Regions from separate parts of the Mus musculus genome. Here all the other regions are linked to region 2. Evidence: chromatin contacts called from public ChIA-PET and HiChIP or PLAC-seq data. All regions are on one chromosome and are shown on one strand. Each heading gives the region's core, a stretch centred on a gene start, on an enhancer-like site or on the middle of the called end of the contact. The rest is flanking DNA. Distances are from core to core; before and after follow the strand shown. Region 1 has its middle 4.7 kb from the start of Insc. Region 2 holds the start of Psma1 (proteasome subunit alpha 1). Region 3 has its middle 19 kb from the start of Calca.

Evidence for each region. ChIA-PET counts read pairs in DNA pulled down with a chosen protein or histone mark. HiChIP or PLAC-seq counts read pairs in DNA pulled down with a chosen protein or histone mark.
Region 1: a contact with region 2 is called in an H3K4me3 HiChIP or PLAC-seq map of embryonic stem cells, with 8 times the contacts expected there. The contact joins the enhancer-like site here to the promoter of Psma1 in region 2. A contact is called at or near these places in 6 of 39 promoter capture datasets (the 3T3-L1 cell line, cranial neural crest, embryonic stem cells and 2 more), 17 of 484 Hi-C or Micro-C datasets (B cells, the G1E-ER4 cell line, adipose-derived mesenchymal stem cells and 7 more) and 17 of 115 datasets of contacts at active chromatin or transcription factors (bone marrow-derived dendritic cells, bone marrow-derived macrophages, embryonic hindbrain and 6 more).
Region 3: a contact with region 2 is called in an RNA polymerase II ChIA-PET map of effector CD8 T cells, with 4 times the contacts expected there. The contact joins the enhancer-like site here to the promoter of Psma1 in region 2. A contact is called at or near these places in 2 of 39 promoter capture datasets (cranial neural crest and liver), 7 of 115 datasets of contacts at active chromatin or transcription factors (bone marrow-derived macrophages, effector CD8 T cells, embryonic forebrain and 4 more) and 1 of 9 other capture datasets (liver).

Annotation. Positions count from the first base shown.
Region 1 is chr7:114,738,889-114,743,186 of GRCm38.p6, reverse strand. No RefSeq gene overlaps it. Among named protein-coding and RNA genes, the nearest start is that of Insc, 4.7 kb to the left of the region's middle. Within about 2 kb of position 2,531, at least 14 of the 459 cell types and tissues checked have an H3K27ac peak or open chromatin away from gene starts, as enhancers often do. A contact at or near this core is called in double positive thymocytes and embryonic stem cells, where this site is marked.
Region 2 is chr7:114,273,495-114,278,013 of GRCm38.p6, reverse strand. It overlaps Psma1 (proteasome subunit alpha 1), which reads left to right and starts at 1,898. Exons shown (of 10, transcript NM_011965.2): 1 at 1,898-2,013; 2 at 3,554-3,598; 3 at 3,887-3,988; 4 at 4,099-4,202. The coding sequence starts at 2,011.
Region 3 is chr7:114,614,758-114,619,270 of GRCm38.p6, reverse strand. No RefSeq gene overlaps it. Among named protein-coding and RNA genes, the nearest start is that of Calca, 19 kb to the left of the region's middle. Within about 2 kb of position 2,475, at least 16 of the 459 cell types and tissues checked have an H3K27ac peak or open chromatin away from gene starts, as enhancers often do. A contact at or near this core is called in effector CD8 T cells, where this site is marked.

The DNA.
Region 1 (4,298 bases), core at 1,282-3,781, 460 kb before region 2:
GGAATACTGCAGGTCAAGTGGCTCAGATCAGACATCATAGTTGGTGATAGAAAGGGCGTGGTGGCTTCAAAGTGAAATACCTCTCAAAGGGTCATGTTTTTGCACAGACAGGTGTTCTCCAGCCTTGGTACTGTTTTGGAAGGCTCTGGAGCTGTCGGGGGTGGGCCCTAGCCTGAGAAGTAAGTTGTTCGAGGAACGGACACATGGGTTAGAGCCTAGCCCCACATTTAGCTAGTGTGATCACTCTGGCTCTCTGCTTCCTGGTTCAGAGTTGTGGTGTGAGGAAGCTCCACTCCTCCTGCTCCTCAGTGCCTCCCCCACCATGGTAGACTGTACCCCCAAACCATGAGTCCAAATATTTCTTCTCTTAAGCCGCTTCTTGCCAGATTTTTGGTGACAATGACCAGGAAAAGTAACTAAAATAAAGTCACAGAGATGTTCATGGGAACCCACAAGGATGCACAGGAGACTCACATACCCTAAATATAATCACAGATACCTTAGGCCACCTAATCAATTAGGGACCTGGGACTCTTATCCAGAGCTGCATCAGGCAAATGGCTATTCCAGCCTAACTCCAGGTCTTTGTCTTCCCAAAGGGGCTATCCTCCATCCACCAGTTTACATGGTGCTTACATGTTACTTCTAAAAGCAGAATGGATTCCCAAATGGATGGAAGACTTGAGGTTTACCATCTGCTCAGCCAGGTCCATAGCCAACACCTAGGCTTGATCTGGGTCCAGCTTGCCCTACATTTTTTGCCTTTTTTCTAAGAGAAGGCCCAGCACTACCACACCCTTCTGATTCATCCACATGCCAAGGAGCCCTGGGAGAATATAGGTGAGCCCTGGGCTGCTCCGAATCCCCACAGTGTGAGCTCTGCACACTTAGATGAGGCTGGAGGGCGCCCACAGGAGCTCACAACATGGCTGTGATGGTTTGTATATCCTTGGACCAGGGAGTGGCACCATCTGAAGGTGTGGCCTTGTTGGAATAGGTGTGACCTGGTTGGAATGGGTGTGTCACTGTGGGTGTGGGTATAAGATCCTCACCCTAGTTGCCTGGAAGTCAGTCTTCCACTAGCAGCCTTTGGATGAAGACATAGAACTCTCAGCTCCTCCTGCGCCATGCCTGCCTGGGTACTGCCATGCTCCCACCTTGATGATAATGTACTGAACCTCTGAACCTGTAAGCCAGCCCCAATTAAATGTTGTTTTTTATAAGACTTGCCTTGATCATGGTGTCTGTTCACAACAGTAAAACCCTAACTAAGACAGAGGCAATGGAATATCACCATCATTCAACACAGAGCCATGCTCCAGCGAGATGGTAAAAAGGAGGGAGGGCTCAGCAATGATTCAGGGAAACCATCAAAAGCCTGAAGAGCTGAGAGCAGGCATGCGCAGAAGTCAGGATCAGTCGTCTTCAGGAACGAACGTGGGTGCTGCCTGAAGTTTCCCTGCTTTGCTAGCAGCATCTACAAACTGGGCAGGAGATGTGCGTTCTCCCAAGCAACCACCAAAAGATCATGCCCAGCGAGGCCCGAGGATGACTTTGCATGGCAGCCTGGATTGAGGGGCTTATAACCCTCAATATCCTTTGTCTAGTTACTCTGACCAAATATCTTAGAAAGCATCTCAAGGGAGAGTTGGTCATCTTGGCTCACAGTTCAAAGGGATAAAGTTTATTATGATGCAGGATATTTGGTTTCAGACCCCTGGACAAGGGGTTCATATTTTACATACCAAAGCAGACCTGACCTCCAAGTTCTCCCAGTATCCCTCAGTCCCAACTGGCATACCCTGTCCCTAACCCTGAACTTTCCAGCTCAGTGGCTGGGCTTCCCTTCCCCCAGAGACTCTTCCCTATATAATCCAGACATTTTGATCTCTCTCTCTCTCTCTCTCTCTCTCTCTCTCTCTCTCTCTGTGTGTGTGTGTGTGTGTGTGTGTGTGTGTGTGCACTCTTTCTATCTCTTTACCCTCCCCTCTCTTTGCCTCCTCATGACAATAAACCTACCCATGTATACCTTAATCTGGCTTAAATTGGCTTGTTTCACTGGTAAAGAAATAATTTATCACAGAAGGTACAGTAGAGGACTCTGTTCTTTTTGGTGGGAGCTTACAGCATGGCAGAAGCTGGTCCAGGGTGGCAGCAGTGAGCAGTTGGTACTCCTTACCTCCTCACATCTGGGCAAGAGAGCTGACACAGGTGGGACCAGGTTATAAAACCGCAAGGCCCACCCCGTGTAACCTACTTCCTCCAAAAAACAGTAACACCAGCTGAGGCCAAGTATTCAAATACATGAGGCTTGTGGGGGGTGGGGGGGGGAAGGGAGGGACCTTTCACATTCAAACCACCTCCTACAATCAGATCCGGAAGTGCAGTGATGCAGGCAGTGGCTCTGGGAATAAATGACTCGTCCAGAAATTTGCATTTCTAAGGAATTTGTTTGGAATTACACTTAGGAACCACTGCCTTCTAGAACAAGAGAAAGGGAGGGGTCCAGTTTAGCTCAAATCTAAACTTCCAGCCTATCTCCCAAGTAAAAACTTGTCCAGTCTTGAAGACAGTTAGTTCTTTCCCCGTATCCAATCCCTCTGCCAGCTTCTGTGACTCCCCCTGTTGGTGGCTGGTTGATTTTCCTGGGCTCTCTAGTGTCCTCTATGTCTCAGCATTTCTAATGACAAAGATACTATATTCTACTCTGTCTTCCACCAGCAGAGAGAAGGTTATCCAGATGAGGACATTACATAGAAATAGCTTTGGACCAGACCAGCTTTCAGGACTGATATCAGAAGAGATAGCAGAAGGTTACCGTGGCAGCAGCTGAGCTGACAGCTCGACCCACGGAGAGGAGAGGAGGACCAGGATTCTGTTACTCAGTTGCAATCTCCTGTCCTGGATCTCTCCTGAATCCCTGAGAGGCATGCAGAGAGATATTGCTCAGCATCTGGAAGGGATGGAAGGGCAGGTATTCACAGAGGACAGAGAGAAGTGCATATGAACAGAGTCCCAGACAGGCCAGAATGGACACAGTGATACCAAGGAGATCTAGATCCTTGTCTTGGGGTTGCTATTCTCATTAGTAAAAGAATTTAAAAGTGAACTCAACAAAAGCCCCAGACAATTTTATTAGAGTTTAAAAGAAAGAAGATAAACAAACAAAAACACGGGGCAGGCAATCCGTAAATCTTAGCAGCTTCTCAGAGAATAACGGATGTGAGAAGAAAAAAGCCATGCCATTTGAGGTGCCAGCATGGAGGATGGCCACATAGCAGCAGCAGCCAGGAGACAGGGGTAGGGAAGTTGTAGGGAAAGAGCAACAAACCCCAAGGTGTAGAAAAAGTATCCTTAGGTTCTGGCCAGCATCCCAAATGAAAGAGACAGAAAAAAATTAAAGTTTATTCAGAAAGATGGGCAGACCAGTCAAACCTCATGGCTGTGCAGTAGAGACTGTGAAAAGCAAGGAAGGAGAGATATCTACTCTCCCATTAAAGGAATGATTATTCCTCCTAGCTCCTCAGCATGGGCCGAGGTGAACCCAGGTCATTAACCTTATCAACTAGAATGTTAGTCGTCCAAGATGCTACTCTCTTGACCAGAAGTTGTTTTTCTTTAAAGGGCCTTTGTTGTTCTAGCAGCTCACCGATCTTTCCAGCCTGACTCCGCACCTCCTCAAGAGAGAGATGTGTCCAACTTCCATCACTAGTGTGAGAATCTGTAATTTAATTAGAAGGGAGAGTAAGAAGACCTTCCCCAACACCCCCCTGCTGCCCCCCCCCAAAGTCTCCATCCTGGATATTACAACCTAGGATGTGAAACCTAGGTCTCCTCAGAGCTTCAGGGTCAGCAGGTAGATGGTGATCTGGAGTCCCAAGTACACTCCTCTTTCCAAGGAGGACAGCAGTTCTCTTATAGTCAGAGATCTGAATCCAGACAGCATCTGCTTAGATTTCTAGGTTCTTGTGTCTCAAGGCAAAAAATTGGACCAGGTTCACAGGGTCACATGGATAGTGATAGAGACAGAGACAGTTTATGGAGAAAAGAGCAAAAGGAAGAAAGGAAGGAAGGAACAGAGGGAGGGAGGGAGGAGGAAGAAGGGAGGGAGGGAGGGAGGGAGGGAGGAAGGAAGGGAGGGAGGGAGGGAGGAAGGAAGGAGAAAGGAGGAAGGAAGGAAGATAGAATGAAGAAAGGAAGGTAGGATACTCCTGAGAAAGAAAAAAGACCTTAGAGCTAGAACAGGAGGCTTGGTAGACTTTAAATGGGTTATTTACATACTGCCTGCCTTCTCTAGG
Region 2 (4,519 bases), core at 649-3,148:
TACTTTAATAACAGCAAAAACCTGCTAAGATCTCACCGATACTAGATTATTATATTTCCACATGATAGACTTCCATGCAACTACTAAAATTAATATAGGTCATTACCTACAGGCATGGTAAATTGGCTAAAACTTTTTAAGTGTATTAGTAAGAGACAGTTTAGTATAATCTTATCTTAAAACATGTATTTGTGTGAGGCACATGACTATAGAAAAGAATTGTGAAGATTTTTATAACATCTTCTAAAAGAAATCTCAAAAGTAGATGGGCTAATTTGGGTGCTTTAAACTATTTTATGTCTATGAGTATTTTCTCTGTATAGAAGTACAACATGTATCAAAAGATGGCCTAGTCGGCCATCACTGGAAAGAGAGGCCCATTGGACACGCAAACTTTATATGCCCCAGTACAGGGGAACGCCAGGGCCAAAAAGTGGGAGTGGGTGAGTAGGGGAGTGGGGGGGGGGGGGAGGGTATGGGGGCCTTTTGGGATAGCATTGGAAATGTAAATGAGGAAAATACCTAATAAAAAATATTTAAAAAAAAAAAAAGAAGTACAACATGTATGCACAAGCGTCACGGTAGCCGGAAGAGGTCCGATTCCCTAGAGTTGCAGAAGGTTGTAGACAGCACTCTGCAGTTCCACAACCATTTTTAAATGAGCATTTAATTTTCCCATTCATTCCAAATCCATTGTTCATTCAGCAATACAAATTATGTACCTAATATGTGCTAGGCACCGTGCTGGTGCTGCGAAAACAAAACAGCACTATCTATCAATTTAAAGTCAGAAATTTTTAAAAATAACAAGAGCCAGTGTTGGTGAATTTAAAGAACAAAGCAATCTAATTAACTGTTGAGAGCATATAAACGAGGGAGGGAGGGTGCAAACCCAGAGAGAGATGAGAAAAAGAAAAGCAAAAAGCATGATGGTTCAGAGGATTGCTATATTAGCTGCCAAGCTGTGAACCTGAGTTCAATCCCAGAATCCACGTGGCGCAAGGAGAGAACCACCAACTTCAAGTTGTCTTCAGACTCCCAAAAAAGGGTATGCAGGGACACAGACACACACACAAAACAAATGTAAAAACAAAAAATGTACATATATATACAGACATGAAAATATTTAGAATGTGATACTAATTACTGTGAACATAGACATTTAAATGATGTGTTACTCCGCCATCAAAGTTCAGATCCTTAAAGATCCTTACCTGACTCTGGGTACACGTTATTCAACAGAATTAGCAGTCTTGATTTCATTTGGGGATTAAACCAAAACATACTCTTTTAAAACTCGTAAGAAAACTCGCACCTTCCCCCTAGTGGCCTAATCTACCAGATACGGTATTTGGTTGTGGACAGCAGAAGATCAAGTGCCAGGACAGAAACCAGGTCCTACAATAGCAACTAATGATCATAAGTATCACGATCATGCGAGACCATGGAGCCTTTAAGGATGGGCTCTCCAAGTACTCAAGCATCTCAGGCCAGGAATATGAACACACACACACACACACACACACACACACACACTTGTTTTTTTTTTTTTTTTTTCTGCAGCCTCTTTCAGACACGCTGTTTCCCAAACCTCTCTGTGCACTGTGACAGATCTATGAGGGACCACCGCACCATCCCGAGCTAGGTGGCGACGTTCAACTGAGAGGACCGAGAGTTGGCGGGAATCTGCAATCCACTTGGGGATTAAAAAAAAAAAAAGCAAGGAAACTCTGGGCGTGACGTGAAGCCACGCCCCCCGCTTTCTCTGCGCATTGGCTTTCCCACCCCGGAGCTTCCTGCCAATCCCACGTTCTCAGCTTTCGCAGGCCCCGCCCACTTAAGGCTGGAGGGCGGGGCAGCGTTAGACGCCGATCCGTGGCTCTGGGATAGATTGCACTTCCTGCGTCGCCGCCGTCAAGACTCCGCAGGCTTCTTTGACGATCACCGAACCGTAGTTGGGGCCGTGTTCCTGTGTCCGCTGCTGGGTCAGGTTGTCGCTGCGCCGGAGCTATGGTGTGTTGAGCCCCGAGTCCTCGAAGGGTTTGGGGCTGAGGTACACTGACGTGGTCGGGGATCGGCCTCTGTTCCCTGGGGCGTGGGGCGGTGGGAGAGGGAGCTTACCTCACGGACAGTCTCCTACAGTGATTCAGCATCTGCGGCCTGGCCGGCGGGAAACGATCAGTAACCTGGGCGGCCTTTCGCTCAGCTTCTCCACCTTACGTGGGGTCCAGGCGCTCTCCCTCGCCCAGCCAGAGGCCCTCCCCTCTCAATTTACTTAGGTGGCCGATTTCAAGATGCCCTATGGTCCTTTGTCATCTGCATAGGAGGAAGGCTATAGGAATGGAGGGGTGCACCTGGCATCGCCTGCGCAGACCTGAGCCTGCAGTCAGGTCTTTAGACCAAATTCATCTTCCTTGTGGGTCTGTCTTAATCTGTCTCATTAGAATGCCGTCGGGAAAGACTCCATACAGTCACTTTGTTCTAAAAGGGGAAGTAATGGATTCAGGTTTACAGCACAGGGCCCTGAGCTGCTTCTGTGGAGTCTGCCATGCGAACTCTTGCCTTTTTTGCCATTATGAGTATTCTCCTAAGAGCCGATACACTTGCTTTAGTAATGACATTATGGCTGTAGTGGGTCTGCCACGGTAGCAATTTGTGCCCACCTCTTTACTGAGGATTTGTGTATATGTTAATTCATCCAGTGACAGGGTGCAGGTAGAGAGCTCAAAGTTAAACCAAACATAACTTTATTCATACTATAAAGATAAAAAAGGTATGTTGGAAGGTGTTATGGTACACGAGTTTAATCCCAGCACTTAGGAAGCAGAGAGGCAGAATTCTGTGAGTTTGAGGCAAGCCTAAGTCAAAGTTCCAGGACATCCATAGTGTAGAGACCGACACCAAAAAAAAAAAAAAAAAAAAAAAAAAGGAAGGAAGAAAAGAAGAAAAAAATATGTATAGTTGGTCATGATAGCAGACACCTGTAATCTGAGCACTTGGTAGGTTGAGACAGGACTTCAAGATCATTTTCCCAGGTATATAGGAAAAAGCCAGACTGGGCTTCATGAAACCTGTATCTCAAAGCTCTGCTGGAATATTGTGCTGAGAATTTTCAGAGAAAAGAAGAAACCTTCAAGCTCTGTTGGAATATTGTGCTGAGAATTTTCGGAGAAAAGAAGAAACCTTCAAAGATAGACATTTGAGTCAATGTACAGAAAAGGCCTTTGCCAGATTATTAGAGCCCTGTGTAGAGAACAGTATGAGCAAAGTGGAGGGAAAGTTGGTGTGTGCATTCTTTAGCACTTGACTACCCAAGGGGAGTGCTGTGGAGAATGGCAGGATATAGAGTTAGGGAGAACCTAGTCCATTCATCCCAACAGCTCCAGCATGGTTAAGGGACCTTGTTAAGGTAGAATTGCATTGCAAACTGAGTGCTGTAATAATGTCTCAAGAAAGCTGCACTAGGAGAGAGGCTGTAACAATTGAAACACATGTCTTAATGTTAAAATTTGAACTTTGTAATGTTCTCATTTAATCTTTCTTCCACTTTCAGTTTCGAAACCAGTATGACAATGATGTCACTGTTTGGAGCCCTCAGGTAAAAAATGTTTTATGCCATATCAATGAAGTGACTTTTCATGGCTGAAGTAGGTTCAGGGACCTATGAGATTGTAAACTGGGCTTGGTGGTACACATCTTAATCTTCATTGGTCTGCCGTTGGCTGAAGCCATAGGATCATGGAGTCAGTGGGCAATTTGAGCAGCTTAGTAGAACTCCTTAAAAGAAAAGGAAACAAAGCTTGTGAGATTATAGGCTGTGACCTTCAAGTTAGAATTAAAATTCGTTTATTGGTTTTAAAACGTGAAAAAAAATGTTTGTCTTTAGGGCAGGATTCATCAAATTGAATATGCAATGGAAGCTGTTAAGCAAGGTTCAGCAACAGTTGGTCTAAAATCAAAAACGCACGCAGTGCTGGTTGCACTGAAGGTGAGTGAAATATAACCCTGTCTTCTTCCTCAGGAACAGAACTATCAAATGTAGATTCCACTGATAAACAGTGAACCTCTGAACTAAAATACCATATTGTGTCTATTTAGAGAGCACAGTCAGAGCTTGCCGCTCACCAGAAGAAAATTCTCCATGTTGACAACCATATTGGTATCTCAATTGCGGGTCTAACTGCTGATGCCAGACTGTTATGGTATGTATGATGATGAAAAATGAAACATCCATTTTGATTCTTAATAGACTATTTTTCTAAAAAAAGAAATACCTAAATAAGATATAGGAAGTCATCTCCCAGAATATTGTAATTTTTAATTGTTTATTTTATTTGTGTGCATGTTTTGCCTGTCTGTATGTCTGTGCACTAGAGTGTGCCTGGTTTCCTCAGAAGCCAGAAGAAGACATTAGATTCCCCCAGTATTGGGGTAACAGAAGATTGTGAGGTTCTATGTGGATACTGGAATTGAAACTGGGTTCTCTGGAAGAACAGCTAAGCTATCTATCTCTCCAGTC
Region 3 (4,513 bases), core at 1,226-3,725, 340 kb before region 2:
CTCTGCCATGATGGACTGTACTCTTCAATCTGTGAGCTGGAATAAACTCTTGATTCCTGAAGTTAATTTTGTTCACAGCAGCAGCAGCAGCAGCAGCAGCAGCAGCAGCAGCAGCAGCAACAACAACAACAACAACAACAACAGTAAGCAATATACTGAGCTTTCTCGCACTCAGTCTTTTTCAGGTAAGGGAGAGCATGATCTTGCTCCTCTAAAGAAATTGCTGAACCTGTCACCTATGGTTTTTGGCATAGCAGAAAAGATTTCTTCAAACATCATCCCAAGCTATATTTTCAGCTTTTTCTTCACCCATTTCCCTACATAACTGCTAATTGAATTCCCTGAATACCCTTTAAACCCTTGTGCCTTACTTGTGTTATGTCCTCTGCCTGGATCGTCTGGGTGAAGTTATCCATTTTCCCCTTTCCAGTGCACATGATGCCTCTTCTGTGATCCTATCAGTGGTAGCCCACCACTAAAGTAGATGTGTCCCTTTCATTGTGTCCAAAAACTGTTCTCTTCGAGCTGTACCAATAGCATTAACATCATCAGATGACCTGGGTACAATGGGATCAAATTCTATGCTGGGGCCAGACATTCTGAAATTCCCATTTTATCATTTTAAAAGGTATCTATTAATTCTTTGAGAATTTCATATATAGTATTTTGATGATATTCACCACTTACCCCAAATTCTACCAGATCCAACATCCCTCCTTCCATCCCTGCCCAACTTGTGTCCTCAGTTTTTTCTTTTTAAAATTTTATACTCATCATTTCTATCCCTTTATCTCCCCTACAACTCTTCCCATGTTCCCACTCTCTCTCATGATATCTTATTTTATGTATTTATTTATTACTGTTATACATACTACACACACACACACTTGCTGAATTCATTTAGTGTTGCTCATATGCACCTGTGTTTAGGACTGCCCACTGGAGGATTAGATAACCTATCAAGAAGCTGATAATGCTGCTGATTTGAAGACCATAGCCTAAACAACAAGATTTTCACATTACTTTGATTGTAGTTCATTTTATTTGTATCTTAATCCATAAGATTATAATTAGGTAACACTTATGTCTCCTCCCACATACTTTAATTACCTTGCAGGAAATCACTGCTTGTTTTACTTTGTAGTGTTTGACAAAGCACTCAGAACTTCCAGGATGCTAATAGATTATTATGTTTTACATAAAAGAATAATGTGCAATTCCTGTTTTAAAGCTACTGAACTAAGTATGGCAGTGTATATGATGGTATATTGAGTAGAGTAAGTTGAACCAACCTTTAATCCTAGCACATTCAAGGTGAATGAATACAGGACAAGCACAAGTTCAGTGTCACTCTCAGATACAAAGGAAAAACCAGCTTCTACCACTTGATACTCTGTTTGCAAAAGTACAACCAGAAAGAGTGCATTTTTTTAAAAAAAATAGGAGAATTATATACTAATCTTGGAATAAAAGATGCCAAGGATTAAAATGGGTTTAAAATGGTTATAGGAAATATCTAGCTAAATGTTGACAGAAGAGATAAGATTAAGTAGCATTTTAGAAAGAAGGCCAAGACAGGAGACAAATACATGTCCATACAGACAGAACATGAAGTTTTAGACTCCCTATAGTCACTTCTGGAAGTATTAATAGAAGCCTGCTTTTAGTGAAATGCTTGCATACTCAGAACAAACTCCTGAGAGTCACTTTAGATGGGATCTGATCAGGATTCAAACTGGAGAGTATGCTATTGAGTCAACAAGTTACAAAGAGCACAAACTGGAGCAGTCTTCTTTTGGAGTCCACACTTATTCCTGTGTTTCTGCTGGGATCATGTAGCTTTTGGAAATAGACATGATTTCCATAGGTGACTCCATCTCTACTCAAATTTCTGAGCTCTTCGAGTGAATGGGAATGAAGAGGCTGACTAAGTACTTGTGTCTACTACAGCTCATTGTGAGCATGCCTTCACACCAATGGTCCTTACCTCTGAGCTGAAAAGGCACAGATTCTCAAGCAGGTAGCACCATCCAGTACATAACATGGAAATGATGGTTGACCAAGGCAGGAACTAGAAATAGAAGATTCCAGTTTCCCATTCCTGCTTTGCGTTGCCTTCTTTGTGTGGCATGTCTAGATCAGTCTCTACTGGGCTTCAGCTTTCCCTTCTGTTAAATGAGAGAGCTGGTACCGTGCACCATCTAGGCTTCCTTCCTGCTCAACTCTGTAGGATGGTGACAAAATGCACAGTAAAGTGTGTGGTTTGTCACAGTTCTGCTCCTTTCCTGTTGGGGTATGTCAGTCACCATCGTCATGGCCTTGGGGTTTGTTATCTCCAACAGTGTCAGAAGCCTGTCTGGTTATCAGCTATTTTTTATGCTGATCTCACATCTTGATCACCTTCTTTGTGCAAGCCCACAAGCGAACAGTGATGCTGTCCTAATCTTGGAGATGTACTAAAATAGACGATGACGTGAGTCCACCAAGCACCCTACCCGGAGTCAGCAAAACTAACAATGAAGCTAGAAAGACTGTAGCTAGATGAAGAAAGGACAAGCTATCTAGAAGAATTGAAGTTTCTTTATATCTGTGGAATTTTTAGAACATTAGTTATGAACAGCAATGGCCTCTGATATCTGATTAAACAAGGAGTTTGGTTTTCAATTATTCAATCAGTTCCAGAGCGTAGGGTAGGGGAAGAAGTTCCACTATCCCTGCAATGCCCTTCTCTCTACCACTAGTGCTGTTCTACCTTCTCTCTGAAACTAGAAGGATAGGAATCTCAGCTTTGGACATTTCTGAATTTCACAGTAGGGACAGGGACTCCTGAAGATGAGGCCCCGGCTGCCAGCATGAGTCCCTGACCCACAGTCCCTCCGGCCCATGCAGAACCACGGCACCAGCTGCAGGAAGCTTTGCTCTCATTTAGTGTTATCAGCAGGATCCACGGCTCAAAATGGATGGAGAAGGGAAGTTTCTGGAAGCAAGAGAAAAGAGAATAATCAATCTCTGTTAGTGTTGACCTGCATAGTAATAGTGTGTGTGTGTGTGTGTGTGTATGTGTGTGTGTGTGTGTGTGTGTGTGTTGATATATGTGTACACTCAAGTGTGGGTGTTTGTATGTACAATTTAATGTAAGCCCAAACAAATCATCTGAGCTATCCTTCTAGTTCTTCCAGGGACAGCACTTTGTCCTAAGAAGAGAGGCTCTCTTTGTCTAAAACAGTGAAGGCAGTGGCTCAGCTAGTGGCTGGTTATCAGGGAGGGGGAGGGGCAAATTACAAGGACTATAAACAAAAGTTGACACTGTGAATAAACACATGGAAGGGCAAATCTCATTCATTCATTGCAATCAGAAAAATGCCTTCATCCTGATATACCTGTCTCTTGTGAGGCTATGCAGTGCCTGGAAAATACAGAAGTGAATGCTCACAGTCACCTATTGGATGGAACACAGGGCCCCCAATGAACAAGCTAGAGAAAGTACCTAAGGAGCTGAAAGGGTCTGCAACCCGATAGGAGGAACAGCAATATGAACTAACCAGTATCCCCAGAGCTTGTGTCTCTAGCTGCATATGTAGCAGAAGATGGCCTAGTCGGCCATCATTGGGAAGAGAGGCCCCTTAGTATTGCACACTGTATATGCCCCAGTACAGGGGAATACCAGGGCCAAAAAGTGGGAGTGAGTAGGTAGGGGAGCAGGACAGGGGGAGGGTATAGGATTTTGGGATAGCATTTGAAATGTAAATGAAGAAAATATCTAATAAATTTTTTTTAATTTAAAAAATTTAAAAAAGGAAAAAAAAGAAAAATGTCTTTATTTTCTGTCAAGTCTGAGCTTTGTCAGATGAATTTGGAGAGATGCTAAAGGGAAAATAGAGAAAAATATCAATGTATAGTCTTTTATGACAAAGCAACAAACTAAACCTAGCCTTATCCACCATTACTTTGATAATGAATGATAGCTCTAGAGAACTGGAGTGCTAGTGCTCATACTGCCTCTGGAAAATCACTGTATAATATTATATTACATGTAGTTAGACAGGGCTCAGTGGTTAAACAACACTGGCTGCTCTTCCAGAGTACTAAGGCTCAAGTCTCAGTATCCACACAACCATATATAACTTTAGTTCCAGAAGGCTCTGACACATCACCGCTGGCAATAGCATGCATATGGTACACAGACATACATGCAGGCAAAACTCCCATACATATAAAATAAATATAAAAATAAATAAAAAGGAGTAGTAGATAGTGGTATTCTGGCACTGGTGTATATAAACTTTTGAGAGTTGATTGCTAAATTTTCAGAAATATCAAACTAATTACTAAATGCCATCGAGTCATAAATATAATTGAGTTATATAAAGTTATTTGTATATGTGTGTATGTGTTTATATGTGTATGGAGGGTAGAAGTCAATACTGGTGTCTTTCTCAATCATTCTCCACTTTTTTTTTTTCCAAACAAGTCCTGTTACTGAACCTAGAGCTCACTGATTTGTCTAGACTGG